Linked DNA regions of Mus musculus: region 2 is linked to region 1. Evidence: chromatin contacts called from public Micro-C data. All regions are on one chromosome and are shown on one strand. The core of a region is the stretch at or near the end of the contact, and the rest is flanking DNA. Distances in the headings are between cores, read along the strand shown. Region 1 holds the start of Msx2 (msh homeobox 2). Region 2 overlaps Gm34022 (a long non-coding RNA gene).

Region 1 (7,518 bases), core at 4,149-6,648:
TTCATAGAAATCAATTCTTACAAACAATATTTCACCTTCTAACCCCCTCTCACTCCAGGGACCTGACATGGAGTTTCCTATTTTCTACTTTACCCTGAGTAACTCTCAGAGTTATTCTCATCCTCTTTTCATCGATCTTAAAACAACAACAAAGATTTAATAATATGGAATGGAGAAAAAGAGAAAAAAAATAGGATCAAATGTGCATCAAGAGATTTCTTTTTCTTGTGCACAGAAATGCAAATAAACACGTTACACCTCCCCCTTCACTTGCAAGAATCTGTCTGAAGTGACATCCTGTATGGAATGTGTCTACTTCTGCTATGTTTTCCATAAGCAAGTCCACCATCCTTGCAAATTCTGCAATTAATCTCTTTCCCTTTAAGAAAATGTAGCAAATGGACTTAACACAATATCTTAGGAAGATGCTATCTAGAAAAAAAAAGAAAATGGATAAATGTATATATAAATTTTGCCTTTTAAAATAACTTGAATTTTTACATCTGGCATATAAAAAGTCTTATATTTTATTATATATTTATACATAAAAACTAGCAGAGCCAATATTTGTGAGAGGAAAGGGGGCATTTGGAAAATTATGAAAACAAAACAGGTCTTAGTGCCTCTCACCTAAATAACAAATTCACTCTGTATCAAGTGGCCCTGTCGCTTAGGGTGACAATGCAAGGCTCGCATTCAGGAGCAGAGTTGGCACCACCTTCTCGGAGAGGGAGGGGGATGCTTTTATGCAAACATCCATCCTGGAGTCTGGTCCATCTGGTCTTCCTTAGGATAGATGGTACATGCCATATCCAACCGGCGTGGCATAGAGTCCAACAGGCGGGATGGGGAGCACAGGTCTATGGAAGGGGTAGGATGCGCCGTATATGGATGCTGCTTGCAGGGGTGAGTTGATAGGGAAGGGCAGACTGAAGCCTGAGGGCAGCATAGGCTTGGCAGCCATTTTCAGCTTTTCCAGTTCCGCCTCTTGCAGTCTTTTCGCCTTAGCCCTTCGGTTCTGGAACCAGATTTTGACCTGGGTCTCTGTAAGGTTCAGAGAGCTGGAGAACTCGGCCCGCTCTGCTATGGACAGGTACTGTTTCTGGCGGAACTTGCGCTCCAAGGCTAGAAGCTGGGATGTGGTGAAGGGTGTGCGTGGCTTCCGGTTGGTCTTGTGTTTCCTCAGGGTGCAGGTGGTGGGGCTCATATGTCCTAGAGGACAGAGAGGGAAATCAATTAGTGAATTTTGTAATCTCTTCCCTCTTAAGAACACATAGACTTTGTTTCATTTTTAAAAAGGAGGTACCTTTGTCAAATCTGTGAGTGTGTGTGTGTGTGTGTGTGTGTGTGTGTGTGTGTGTGTGTGTGTGTGAGAAGTAGTCAGTTATGAAAAAGGACCACATTTAAATGGTAGGTAGTTGCTGTATTTTATATCAGCGTGAGTAATGAGGTCATGAAACTTTTTATATGGAAAACATATTGCACTGTACAAAATGGAAATAGAAACCATGACTATAAGTCACAAGAGTTAAGAACTATCTAAGAAATAAAACTTCCTCAGAACTCAATCTCCTGTCTTTAAAACAGTAAGACCCGCACATCAGGAGGAACATAAATAGGATGCCAGATACTGAGTTAGCCTCCAACTGCTCTCTGAACCAGAAAAGTTGGGTTGCCTCAAGCCTGTTTATGAAGCACAATCATCCAGATAAGGCCTGTGATAAACAAATAGCATCAATGGATGGAAGGGCCGATCCAAGCCATAAACAACCACACAGCTGTCACTGCATCCACCCTACAGATGATAAAAACCCCAACATCACTTTACAGATCTGGCTGTGGGATAAGTTTCTTGGCTGTGTGCTTTGGCAATATAAACGTCACGAAGACGGAGAGAGAATTAGCTCGCTCATAAACGGACATGTCAAGGGAAATCTCTCTGCCTGCAATGATGGTGATGGCATCATACTCTCTTCTATCCATTCCATGGTTTAGGGCAAGTGGATAAGTAATTATTTTGTTGTTGGAATTTAGAAGTGGGGAATAACAAGCAAAATAGAGACAGGAGGCAGCGTCCGGACTCTGTTTTAAGATGGGTTGTTAGCACAAGGATGGGGCCTCAAGGTGATTCCACAGCAGGGACTAATTCTGGTCTTGTTTTCCTTGAGGCTAGGGGAGGAGCATAAGGCGACAAGAATAGAATACTAAACAATTATTTTTCTGCATTTGGCTTTTACGAGCCAGTCTAATTTCCCTAATGTAGCCAGAGTGCTAGTGCTGGTGTATGCAGGGGAATGTAACATTTCTTGTTTAGTTACTTTGGTGGCCCAAAGAAGAATTTATATTTCATCTTTGAGAGTGACACAGCACAAGTCCCAACCCAGCCCCTATGTCACATTGTTAATTTTACAGAGTAGAAGGTACTGTGATCAGAAAAAAACAGCAGTCTGGGAGAGAGATGGGTAGACTTCCTAAAGGCCTGGCCTTCCTTCGCACGTGCTAATCCCCAACTGAGCCAAGGGCAGGGGAGATTTTCCTCTCAGCTCACTGGCCAACATCAGAGCTGGAGACCCAAGGAATTCTCGCCCTTCCCGAGCCCACCCAGGCTCCCTTTCAGACACCAAACTCTTACTGCATACACTTGCTGCTGGTTCTACAGGAGTTTTGAACCAGGGTAGCTTGGGTTACTCTTTGTGGGCCATGGTGACTTATAAAGTTCGGGCCATGGGGACTGTGCTCAGATGGCAAAGCCTTGCCAGGAGAATCTTTCCCCCATCGCTCCCACCTTCTTCCCCCTAACCCATTTTATACCAGCCAAAGAAAGTGTGTGATTAAACAAGGTGAAACAAACTTTTTATCCCGCTTTCTTCAAACCACAAAACCAGGGCCAGGGGTAGGTGGGTCCCTCCCTCCAACTCCAGCCCCCCCCCCCCAGCTGATTCTTGGCATTCTCCGAGCTCATCCTGCTGACACTTCCACCCCCAAGTATCAAAAACCTTGTGTTTCCAAATGAAACCTCCTCCGAAAGCCCCTAGCTTCTCTTATAAAAAGGATTTATCTAGGGCAAGGAAAAACTGCCCACTGCAGAGATGTTACAGAGCCAGTGGGGGCGGGGACACAGTGGGGGTGGGGTGGGGTGGGGTGGGGAACTGCCCCACCAGACCGCCAGGCCTAAGTATGCCAGGATTTCTGACCTTTGGCCACCATACCATTTAAGGCTGAAATCCTGGATGTGTTGTGGGGCATTGCCCCAGGCCTAGGAATACAGGCACTCCAAATTTGTTAAACAAGTTAAGACTCTTCATGTTTCTGAACCTCCATTTCGCTGACAATAAAATGGATAACTACTACTTATCCCTCGGGTGGCTTAGAGAGCTACATGTTGGAGTGCCCAGAGCCCCACTTGGGGGGTAATGAGCAAATCAATGTGCCCAAGAGCTTTTTTTTCCATGGGCCCAAACTGCTGATCCCTCTGAACTCTGCTGTGAAACGGCCTCTTCTGTTAACAAGAGGCTCTCGGCTGCCGCACAAAGGAGATCAGATAAGATAATGTATTGAAAAGCACTGTGCAAACTGGAGTTTAAATTCTTTAAGTCCTTAATCTCTGCACCCTTTCAGCCTTTCAGAATTTCCAGCAGGGTGGAGAGAGACAGCCAGAGGGGACAGCCACTGACGCCTGGGTATATGGTCTTGTTTTGTTCACAAAATACTTTGCATCTCTAGTCCAGAGGGCCGGGCTGAAAGGTAGAAAGGAAGACAAGTTCTCCCCCAGCTGAGCTGGGAAAGTCCCTCCACAATCCCTCTCCCTCTTTCTCAACTTTCCCAAAGTTTGATGGGGGGGGGGGCAGGAAAAAAGGCAACAGAAGAGATAAACCTCAAAGGCCAAGAGATAAAACTAAAAACAAAGTTTCAGGAATGGACCCCAAAGGGATGCTAAGTCTGGAAAGGAAGTCGGCACAGCCTCCCTGGAGGAAGTGGGGTGCAGTGAAAATAGCAATATGGCCATCACCCTCAAAAGAGGGGGCAGAGAGCATGGACACCAGACCCCCATGCCCATTGCAAGTATGAATGGTAACCTGGACCAAGCAAGAGCAATCCTCTAAGCACTAGCCACCAAGTCTGAAGGGGTAGCCACAGGTGGCATGCCTCTGCCTGTACTTTGAGGTTCTAGCAAGCAGCCAAATCTGGCGAACTTGTGGCCACCTCACTGTACATTCTCAAGTTCTGAAGGAATGCTGTTAATTATTACTGTGAACCCAGGAGAGCCCACGAGGGTCTGGCCCAAACTAGCTCCCTGCAACACGCAGAACCTAACCAACAACGGACTAGAATACAAGAAGCTTCCTTTCCGAATCAGTCTCTGCCTGCCACCTTCCCTTCATAGGATGGACACTGGAGTTCGAAGACTACCAAGTATGTCTGCTCCATGTCTGGTTAACTTCCAGTTGTCTAGTCTTTATAGTGGGGTGAACTTCATGGGGCTGCCTGTATATTTTGAAGGCCAGCAAAACCACATTTCAATACTCATTTAAAGTGGATCCCAGCCCGGTGTGGTGGTGCACACCAGTTATTCTAGTACTTAGGTGGTGGAGTAAGATGACGAGTTCAAGACCATCCTGAGCTGCATACCAGCACGGGCCACAGGAGACCCTGACTCAACAAAACAAAACAGCGACTCTCCCCTATTTCCCGGGCAGGTACACAAATATGAAGTTTTCGGAGCAGGGGGCTAAGGACTGCAGAAATCAACAACTTGGTTTGGTTTTCAAATGCCAGCCAGCGCTCAGGTACTGCAGATTCCTCGAAGCTAGGGATTCTGGGATGCGGACCGCCCGCTGAACTGGGGTACCAGGGGGGTCAAGAGCATCATCCTGTTAACACCCGTTCCCCAGCCCCTCTGGGACCCCTCGCGCTGGTCCAGCCCGGATCCCGTCCCAGACGCGCACTCACTGGGCGGCGGGGAGTATCTGCCGGGCTCCTGTATCCACGGTGCTCCGTCTTCGGAATTTTCCGACTTGACCGAGGCGGTCTCGAAGGGCTTGACGAGAGGCCCGGGACTGTGAGCGTCCCGGACGCCGTGTCCCGGCAGCAGCAGCGGCCGCAGGACAGCGCCAGCCGAGGCGCAGTCGGGTGGCACCGCGGGCGATTCCTTGGGCGGCTTCTTGTCGGACATGAGCGCCTCCACGCTGAAGGGCAGGCTGGAGACCTTGACCCTGCGTTCCTCTGCGCTGCCCTCGGCTCCTCCAGGCCCGGGACCCGGGCCGGCCAGTACCGCGGGGCCCTCCTCATCCGACGAAAACAAGTCACCGCCTTTAGTCGGAGAAGCCATGACTTTCTGCGCCGCGTAGCTGTCGGCGCGCGACTCCGCTGGCAACTCTCAAGCGAAGACTCCAACTTTTGGGGGGGGAGCCGGCAGGGGCGCGCTGGGAGCCCAGCCTGTCCTCCGAGGGGAAGTGGGAGACTCGGCTCAACCAACTGGCGACGGCCCTGCTCCTGACGCCACGGACGCTCGCCACCGATTGGCTCTCCCTGGAGAGGCTTGGGGCCCTTCCCCCGCCCCGTTTGAAATAAATTAGGAGTTAATTACAGGAGCAGTCAGCAGAGTTGTTATTAGGCGATCCCTCAAGGGTTATAATCGCCCAAACTGAAAAGTCTAAGGCGTAATTAAAGCCGATTGTTTAAAGAGGAAGCTTGCCGAGTCTCATTTCTTGTCTTTTAACCCCTCTTTAAAGTGTTTCTGGTGCCGATCCCACACGCTCCCGCCTGAGAATGTTGGAAATCTGCGGAGGGCATGGAACATTTATAAAGCTCCCACTATGAGCTCAAACTAGTGTATCTTTGTAACTATAATGGAAAACAATAGCAGCATCTTTACTAATAGAAATAGTTTAGGCATGGTCCTTAGTTGTCTTATCTTTGGAGAGTGTTCCAAGACATTAGCTGTAACTCATTCCTTAAGAAAAGGGACAAAGATGAGAAAGGCTGAGAGGTGGTCAAGGGATATTCAACTAATCTCTACCCTTTCTCCCTTTTTTTTTCCTTTAAAACAGACTCTTGCTCTCCAGCTCTGGCTAGCTTAGAAGTCGCTCCCTATCTTACCCAAGATGGTCCTGAACTTGCTACCCCACTGGCTTCGTCCCTGGTGTTGAGAGTGTAGGTGTGCACCAGCAGACCCAGCGCCCATTGGTTCCTGGCAGCTAATTTACACAAATGATCTCCATTTCATACTCTGTCCAAACAGGACAAGTTTTAGAAACTGTCAATGGGGATATTTTCTCACCCCTTGAGTCTCCTCTCTAGGCCCGTGCAAAAGTGTGCTCATGAGGTTTTTTTTTTTTTTTTTTTTTTTTGAGTTTGTGTTTGTCATTGGAGTTCAGGTGTCAGGATAGCATCTGCCTTGGGAGGTGATGGGCAGGGGAGAAGGGTATTTGTGACATTTAGTGTCTTTATTCTCTCTGCAAATAACAGGGTTCGACTTTGCAAACCCAAAGCCTGAATATCTTTGGGGAAAGCTCATCTCACCTGACTTTGAAATTTTAAGCAGCATACCTATCAGGATCCCACCCTAAAGCACACTCTCTATCTAACTGCAGCCCCAAAGCATCAGTGACCAACTGTATCAATGCATGGAAGAAGAGAGTTTTGAGACAGAGGCCTGAAATAATTCTGCACCTCCCTTGCCCGCAAGCCAGCAGGAGCAGAAAGATCGCTGCAAACAACCCATTTCAGGCTGCAGAAGCTTTTTCATAGATCCAAAAACCCATCCGGACTGGTGGGGGAAAGAAGAGCCTGCTAAGCGCTGGTCCCAAACAGCAAATGCTCCCTAAATACTCCCTCCAGCACCAAAGGGGAGGACCATTGCTCCAAGTTGCTTTCAATGACCAGAGCTTAGCAGGTACCCCAGTTTAGAAGACTTAGAAACTTGACTGCCTAGACCTCCAGATCCTTCCAGCTTACCTCTCTGAAACAGGGACCTTTGCCTCAAACATTTACCCAGAGTGAAATCTCGCTGGTCTGAGGGAACCCATAGATGTAGAAATCTTAGAAGATTAAAAAAAAAAAAGTCTTCACCAGATAATTCAGTTCAGTTTTGAAAGGTTTTCTTTTAATGATAAGAAGTTCTAAATGAGGCTTCTAAAAACCTGTGAAACTTTCTCCTACCACAAGATACAAGTACTTTGTTGTTGCTAACTGGAAGCCCGGGAAAGCCAAAAGAAGACAACGAAGGTGATTTGGAGACATGTATTTTCCCTGGAGTCACATCTGATGATAGGGATCTCAAATACAATACAGGTAAATTCAGATTGAGTTGTATGTCCTCTCAATAAGTGAGGCAAGATGTGGGGTTATGTATTTTGGAAGCAAATCTAAAATTCGTTTAGTCCTCAGCTGCCGAAGAATACAATGAAGTTCACGTTTCAATTGTCCTGAACCCAACCAATGCTTTATAAATAATCGGAAAACTTATCCTTAAAATGTGTTACTTTAGGGGCACAGGTAGAGTCTTAGGAAGTTAAA
Region 2 (6,645 bases), core at 4,077-6,576, 42 kb after region 1:
GACCATTTCATTCCGGGAAGCAGACAGGAGAGCGCCTGTAGAGATCAACTCAAGCAGTGCCTTCGTTCCTGGATATGTAGCCAAGAGAACAGGCTGAAAACCCACAAAGATGTTCATTTACTTTAGTTTATTTCTGTTCTCTTGGTACTTCTATGCTGTCCTGGGTAGACTAGAGATCAATGTGTTTGCTTGGCTGACCTTGAACCTACAATGATCTTATCTGCCTGTCACCCCAAATTCAGAGACCACGAGTCATCATACCTGTCTGACAATGATTTCTTAAAAAGGAATTGAAGACAGCTTCCTGGGGTGTGATTTGCATACAGTACCATCTGCCCATTTTGAATCTGTGACGAATAGCTTTTTGCATGTTCACCACAACCATTGAAAACATGGTTGTCACTCCAGAAAACCAAAACCAAAAACCAACCAACCAGCCAAACCAACAAAAGACAAACAACAAAAAATGGTTTACACATCGGTAGCTGGTGGATCGCTTTTAGGAAGTATCAGTCCACTTCCTGTCTCTTGGGATTTGCTCTTTCTGGACATTTCATGCCATGGAACATCACAGTGTATGGTTTTCAATGGTTAGCTTAGTGCTGAACATACTGTTTGTAAAGCTCATCTGTTTTATGGCGTGTTCTAAAGCATCATTTCTTCTTATTGCTGCATAATATTCCATTACCATTGACATATCACATTTTACTTTCTGTCTTATCAATGGGTGGCCACCTGGATGGTTTCCACTTATTTTTAAAGCCTTTTCTTTATTTTTTTCCCCTAGTCATTATGCATGGACATCATGCGATCCAGATCGCTAAAACTTACCCATTTCCCAAGACTCCATCTTCCTTTTCCCTTTGCTCTGTGATTGTGCTGTTCCAGTTTGACGGTTTTACACCCATCTTATAAGTGAAGTTGTGTCCTTGGGCTTTGTATCTGGCTTATCTCACTTAGTGTAATGACCTCTAGGTCCACTGTTGTGCATGGCACATTATGATTTCATGCCTTTAAAGGGCAGAATACTTTACTATACAGAGAAGTGGTTTTGTTTGTTTGTTTGTTTGCCTGCTTTTTGTTTGTTTGTTTTGTTTTTGGTGTTTGTTAGTTTTTTGTTTGTTTTGAGACAGGGTTTCTCCGTGTAGCCCTGGCTGTCCTGGAAATCACTCTATAGACCAGGCTGGCCTGGAACTCACAGAGCTCCACCTGCCTCTGCCTCCCGAGTGCTGGGACTAACGATGTGCATCACTACCACCTGGCTGAGCAGAATGTTTTAACAGCAGTCTTTGTACTTGTTCTAAACTTAGAATTCTCCAGATGGAAGCTAAGGCAGAATGCCCCCGGAGCTGTCTCTTTTCATTTACCAGAACACTTTGGCAGGGGGAGGAACAGGTCCATCTGCACTCTGACATAGTACTGAGCGAGAGACGCATATAGAAGTGTACACAATGCATGACTTTAGACAGAGTTCAAAAGTGAGAACTGCTTATGATGCAAATTAGAATCAGAACCAGAGTGACCTTGGTGTGGGTAGTGGAAGCCTTCTGGGAAGGGGCAGGTTACTCTGTGGGAGTAGAAATATTCTATGTATTGATGATGGCTTTTTTTTTAAATTTAGATTTATTTTGTGTAAGTATATGAATGTTTTGTCTTCCTCTGTGTGTGTGTGTTTGTTTGTGTACCACCTGTGTGTTGTGCCCAGCACAAAGTCAAAAGAGGGTTGGATCCTCTGAGTCTGCAATTACAGATGGTTGTGAGCTGTCATGGGAATGCTAGGAATAGAACCCAGCTCTACAAGAGCAACACTTACTCTTAAGCATTAAGCCATCTCTTCAGTCAGGAATGGTGGTGGTTTGATTGCTATGCGTATTTTGCAAACCCAACAAACTATATACTTAAAGTTTCATTGAATTTAATTTCTACCCCTATTAGGCTGATTGTTTTTTTTTTCCCCAAGTAACAAATCACAGGTTAGTAGGCAGCTGGTCCACAATAGACCTTTAGTAAGTGGCTTTTGTGTCACAGAGAGAGCCTGTGGAAGATGACTGGGTTTTCGTTGTTGAGCTACTAAGTGGGCCTCTGTCCCAAATTACTCATGGAGAGAAGATCTGATGTGGGTTTTGATAAACTTGAAAAAGTTACAGAGAGGGCGGGGTGGAGAGCAGCCTCAGAGAGGAACCTGAAGAGAGTGAGTCATCCCACCAGGCCTGGCTTCCCTTCCTCTGGTGAGATGCATTTTGTTTTGCTTTGTTTTTGAGATAGAGCCTCACTGTATGGTCCCAAATAGCCTGGAGCTCACTAGGTTAATAAGGCTGACCTAGGGTTCTTTGGTATCCTCCTGCCTCTGTCTTCCAAGTGCTGGCATTACAGGACTGCGTTACCAAAGCCAGCTGCAGCTTTATGTTGGATTTCCAACAGCCATGTTTGTCTGTGGGCTTGGCATTTCCCTCCATCCTTTTAAAAATACACCAGCTTCCCTATTATTTTTGTTTGCTCTCTTTGTTGACTGTAAAAAAATAGGATGTTGCCTACAGCAGCATTATGGAAAGACCAAAGGCAGGCAGGGTGGTATATACTTATAATCTCACCACATGGGAAGGCGAGCCCGGCTGATCGGGAGTTCAAGGACAGCTTTGGCTAGAAGAGGCCTTGTCTCATAAAACCAAAATAAAAGTAAAATAAGTTAAAGCGAAACCCCAGAAAACTAGAAGAAAAAAAAAAGCTTTTAATTCTTCACTTGCCAAAAATAGTTTACTTTGGGTGGGTTGACTTTTCACCTTGCCTAAGATATTTGTTGTTGTGGGTTTTCATTATTTATTTATTTATTTTTGTGACTCACTGAGTTTAATTAGGTTTTCTTGCATGGCCATGGAGGAGGATTATTACGATCTATTTACTGGAGCACGGATAACTTACTAGTGGGTGAAAGCGGTCTCCCTCTCCAGGAGGATCATTTCATTACCAGTAGCATCTCAGGGAGGGGGTGGGGGCTTATAAGCCCCTCCCCCAACCATGCTGGACTGTTGCTGGTCTCAGTCTTGTGTAGGTTGCCAGAGCCACTGTGAGCTTGTGTGTCAGAAGGACAGTCTTGTTGTCCAGAGGACAGTGTTTCATAGCATCCTCCCCCTCCTCTGGATCACACATTCTTTCTGTCCTACCCTTGTAATGATCCCTTATTCTCAGACATTACGGGGATGCCCTGTTTAGGCTTGAGCATTTCTAAGCCACTTATTCTCAGTACCAGTTATGAGTCTCTGTGTTAACCACATCCCACTACAAGAGTCACTTCTCTGACAAAATTTGGCTGCAGTAATAATCTATGAATATAAACACAAACTCTTAGAAGACAGCTTGAAAACATGTTTGCTTAATAAAACTACAACAACAGGTAATCCTTTAGGGCCTAAGACTTCCCCAGTGTCTTATTCAGGGGTTGTATTCCTGCACAAAACATCATGACCAAGAAGCAAGTTGGGGAGGAAAGGGTTTATTCAGCTTTGTACTTCCACATTGCTGTTCACCACCAAAGGAAGTCAGGATAGGAACTCACACAGGGCAGGAATTTGGAGGCAGGAGTTGATGCAGAGGCCATGGAGGGATGCTGCTTATTGGCTTGCTTCCTCTGGCTTGCTCAGCTTTCTTTCTTATAGAACCCAGGACTACCAGCCCAGGGACTGCACCATGCACAAGGACCTTCCCACCCTTGATCACTAATTGAGAAAATGCCTTACAGCTGGATCTCATGGAGGCGTTTCATCAAGGGAGGCTCCTTTCTCTGTGATAACTCCAACTTGTGTCAAGTTGACACACAAAACTAGACAGCATACCCAGCCAGGAGCTTTTAACCAGGTTTAAAGTATTAGTCATGAATTTCCTTCTGTGGAGCAGGTCTGAAATCCAAACATAAAGTGATTGGTTACACCCAAAACAGCTGTGCCAACATCACACCAGTAGAGGAGCCAGTAGGGAGGAAGCTTTTAGCTCATTTCCAGCTCAATTTTTTTTCTGTTGGGCAAAGTGTGTATAATTGACTTCAGCAAAAGAATCTTATCATCTGGATCTGATGGGGATGCGAGAGAAATGTCAACAGACTCTCGGGTTTCCTACGATCATCAAGGAGCTTGGCCAGTAAGTTTACTGTTGTTGTGTCTTTGTTTGGATTATCAAGGTAATATCTTCATAAAGGGGTTTAGACAGCGTGCTTTCTTTTCTCTTTTATCCAATAGTTTAGGAAGCATTGGTGTACTGGCTGGTTTTATGTGTCAACTTGATACAAGCTGGAGTTATCACAGAGAAAGGAGCCTCCCTTGAGGAAATGCCTCCATGAGATCCAGCTGTAAGGCATTTTCTCAATTAGTGATCAAGGGGGGAGGACCCAGCCCATTGTGGGTGGTGCCATCCATGGGCTGGTAGTCCTGGGTTCTATAAGAAAGCAGGGTGAGCAAGCCAGGGGAAGCAAGCCAGTAAGTAGCACCCCTCCATGGCCTCTGCATCAGCTCCTGCTTCCTGCCCTGTGTGAGTTCCTGTCCTGACTTCCTTTGGTGGTGAACAGCAATGTGGAAGTGTAAGCTGAATAAACTCTTTCCTCCCCAATTTGCTTCTTGGTCATGATGTTTTGTGCAAGAATACAAGCCCTGACTAAGACAGTTGGCATTAGTGTTCCTGGAAGATCTGATAAGTTTTCTCCATTGGAGCCTCTGAGCCTAGTCTTCTATTAGTTGGGTGATTTTTCATTACTGATTCAATTTTGCTTCTTGTTATAGATCTGCTTCAACTTTCTATCTTATCTTGTTTTCATTTTGGCAGTTCAAATGCATCTGGAAACTCATCTGTTGCTTTTAGGTGCCCCAATTTAGTGGAATGCATATTTATGGAGTATGACCAACAATTTTCTGGGTTTTGTTTTCATCTCCTGAAATGACTCCTACTTCATCTTTATGTTTTACTGGTTTTGTTTTCTTTCGTTTTCTTCTGGTTAGCGCAGCTAAGCATTTTTCAGTCTTCTTTGTCTTTGGAGGATTCTTTGCATGGCTCTTTCCTGAACCTAACGATTTCTTTCCATCTGCTGATTCGTGCTTTAACTTGTTTTTCTTTTTTCCAGGGCTTTCATGTGCATTAATTAGGTTATTTGTTTGAGAATTCTCTGACTTCCCTCCCCTCCCCTTCCCTCCCCTCCCTTCCCTCCCTCCCTTCCTTCCTTCCTGTCTGTCTGTCTGTCTTAAGTTGCATCTGTGTATGTTTGTCTGGGTGTGGGTATGTGCTCATGACTGTAGCTGAGGCCAGAAGACAACAGCAGATTCCATGGAGCTGGAATCACAGTGGTCATGAGCTGCTTACTGTGGGTGCTGGGAAGTGAACCACATTCCTCTGTAAGAGCAGTAGACACTCTGAACTGCTGAGTCATCTCTGAACTGCTGAGTCATTCTTTCAGCTCCAATCCTCTGACTTCTAAATATAGGCATGTATAGGCATGACTGTCCCTCTTAGGACCACTTTCATTATATCCTATAATTTTTCATATGTTGGGTTTGCATTTCCCCCTGATTCTAGTATTTTCTAAATTTCTCTCTTGATTTATACAATGACCCATTCATCACTCAGCAGCAGGTTGTTTAAACTCCATGTTAATCTCAAAAACAACAACAACAACAAAAAAAAAAAACCCAAACCAAGCCAACCAACCAAACAAACAAAAAAACAAAAAACAACTGGGTTGTTTCACCACTATGATCAGATAATATACAAGGAATTCTTCCAGTTTTTTCCTGTTTTTCTGTGTTAGGACTTGCTTTGTAGCTGGGCAGTGGTGGCTGATGCTTTTAATCCTAGGACTCAGGAGGCAGAGGGAGATGGATCTCTGTGAGTTTGAAGCCAGCCTGATCTACAGAACTAGTTTAAGCACAGTAAGGGCTACACAGAGGCCCTGTCTTGAGAAACAAAAAACACAAAAAGACTTGCTTTGTTTCTTAATATATAATCTGTTAAAGACAGTAGTCTCAATGGGCTCCTGAGGAAGTATCTATTCTGCAGTGTTTAGATGGCGTATTCTATAGATGTCTGTTGAGTTCATTTAACCTTTGATGTCATCTAATTAAGACATTTAGTTTTGTTGGGATGATGTTTCAATTGGTGAAACTGGTATATTGAAGTTTCTTACTACCGCTGGGCTGTTCGCTGGTGAACTTGCTTCTAGGAATATTGTTTTATGAACTTGGACACACCTTTGTTTGATGTGTATATGTTTCAAATTGTAGCATTTTCTTGGTGGGTTGTTTCCTTCATCAGTAGGTAGTGACCTTAAGTTATCTGTTCTAAATTCCATTGGATGTCTGTTTGTCAGATATTTGAACAGCCACGTGCCTGTTTCTTCTCCCCATTTGCTTGGAATATCCTTACCCCAGTCTTTCACCCTTAGATAGTGTCTGACTTTCATGATGAGGTACATTTCTTGGATGAAAAAAGAAGGATTCTAGTTTTTGATGAAAGTAAAGCCTATATCTTGACTGGGGAGTTGAAACTGTTTAACAGTTGAAACATTTAAAGTTGTGATAGAAAGATAGGAGTTGAATCCTGCTGATTACTGTGGTGTTTAGTGTTTTCTTTGTCCTCTCTTGTTTGACTCTAAAACTACTTTGGTTTATT

What was found. A called contact is a pair of places that touch in the nucleus more often than the background predicts.
Region 2: a contact with region 1 is called in a Micro-C map of trophoblast stem cells, with 2.0 times the contacts expected there. The contact joins the enhancer-like site here to the promoter of Msx2 in region 1. A contact is called at or near these places in 1 of 39 promoter capture datasets (second pharyngeal arch cranial neural crest), 5 of 484 Hi-C or Micro-C datasets (embryonic stem cells, nephron progenitors and trophoblast stem cells), 5 of 115 datasets of contacts at active chromatin or transcription factors (double positive thymocytes, embryonic fibroblasts, embryonic stem cells and 1 more) and 1 of 9 other capture datasets (pancreatic islet).

Annotation. Positions count from the first base shown.
Region 1 is chr13:53,467,382-53,474,899 of GRCm38.p6, forward strand. It overlaps Msx2 (msh homeobox 2), which reads right to left and starts at 5,399. Exons shown (of 2, transcript NM_013601.2): 1 at 4,951-5,399; 2 at 1-1,212. The coding sequence starts at 5,329. The coding sequence ends at 788. It overlaps Gm33763 (a long non-coding RNA gene), which reads left to right. Exons shown (of 4, transcript XR_873406.2): 2 at 6,594-7,518.
Region 2 is chr13:53,509,410-53,516,054 of GRCm38.p6, forward strand. The region is part of intron 3 of Gm34022 (a long non-coding RNA gene); the gene reads right to left. Among named protein-coding and RNA genes, the nearest start is that of Gm40952, 8.3 kb to the left of the region's middle. Within about 2 kb of position 5,327, at least 30 of the 459 cell types and tissues checked have an H3K27ac peak or open chromatin away from gene starts, as enhancers often do. A contact at or near this core is called in embryonic fibroblasts and trophoblast stem cells, where this site is marked.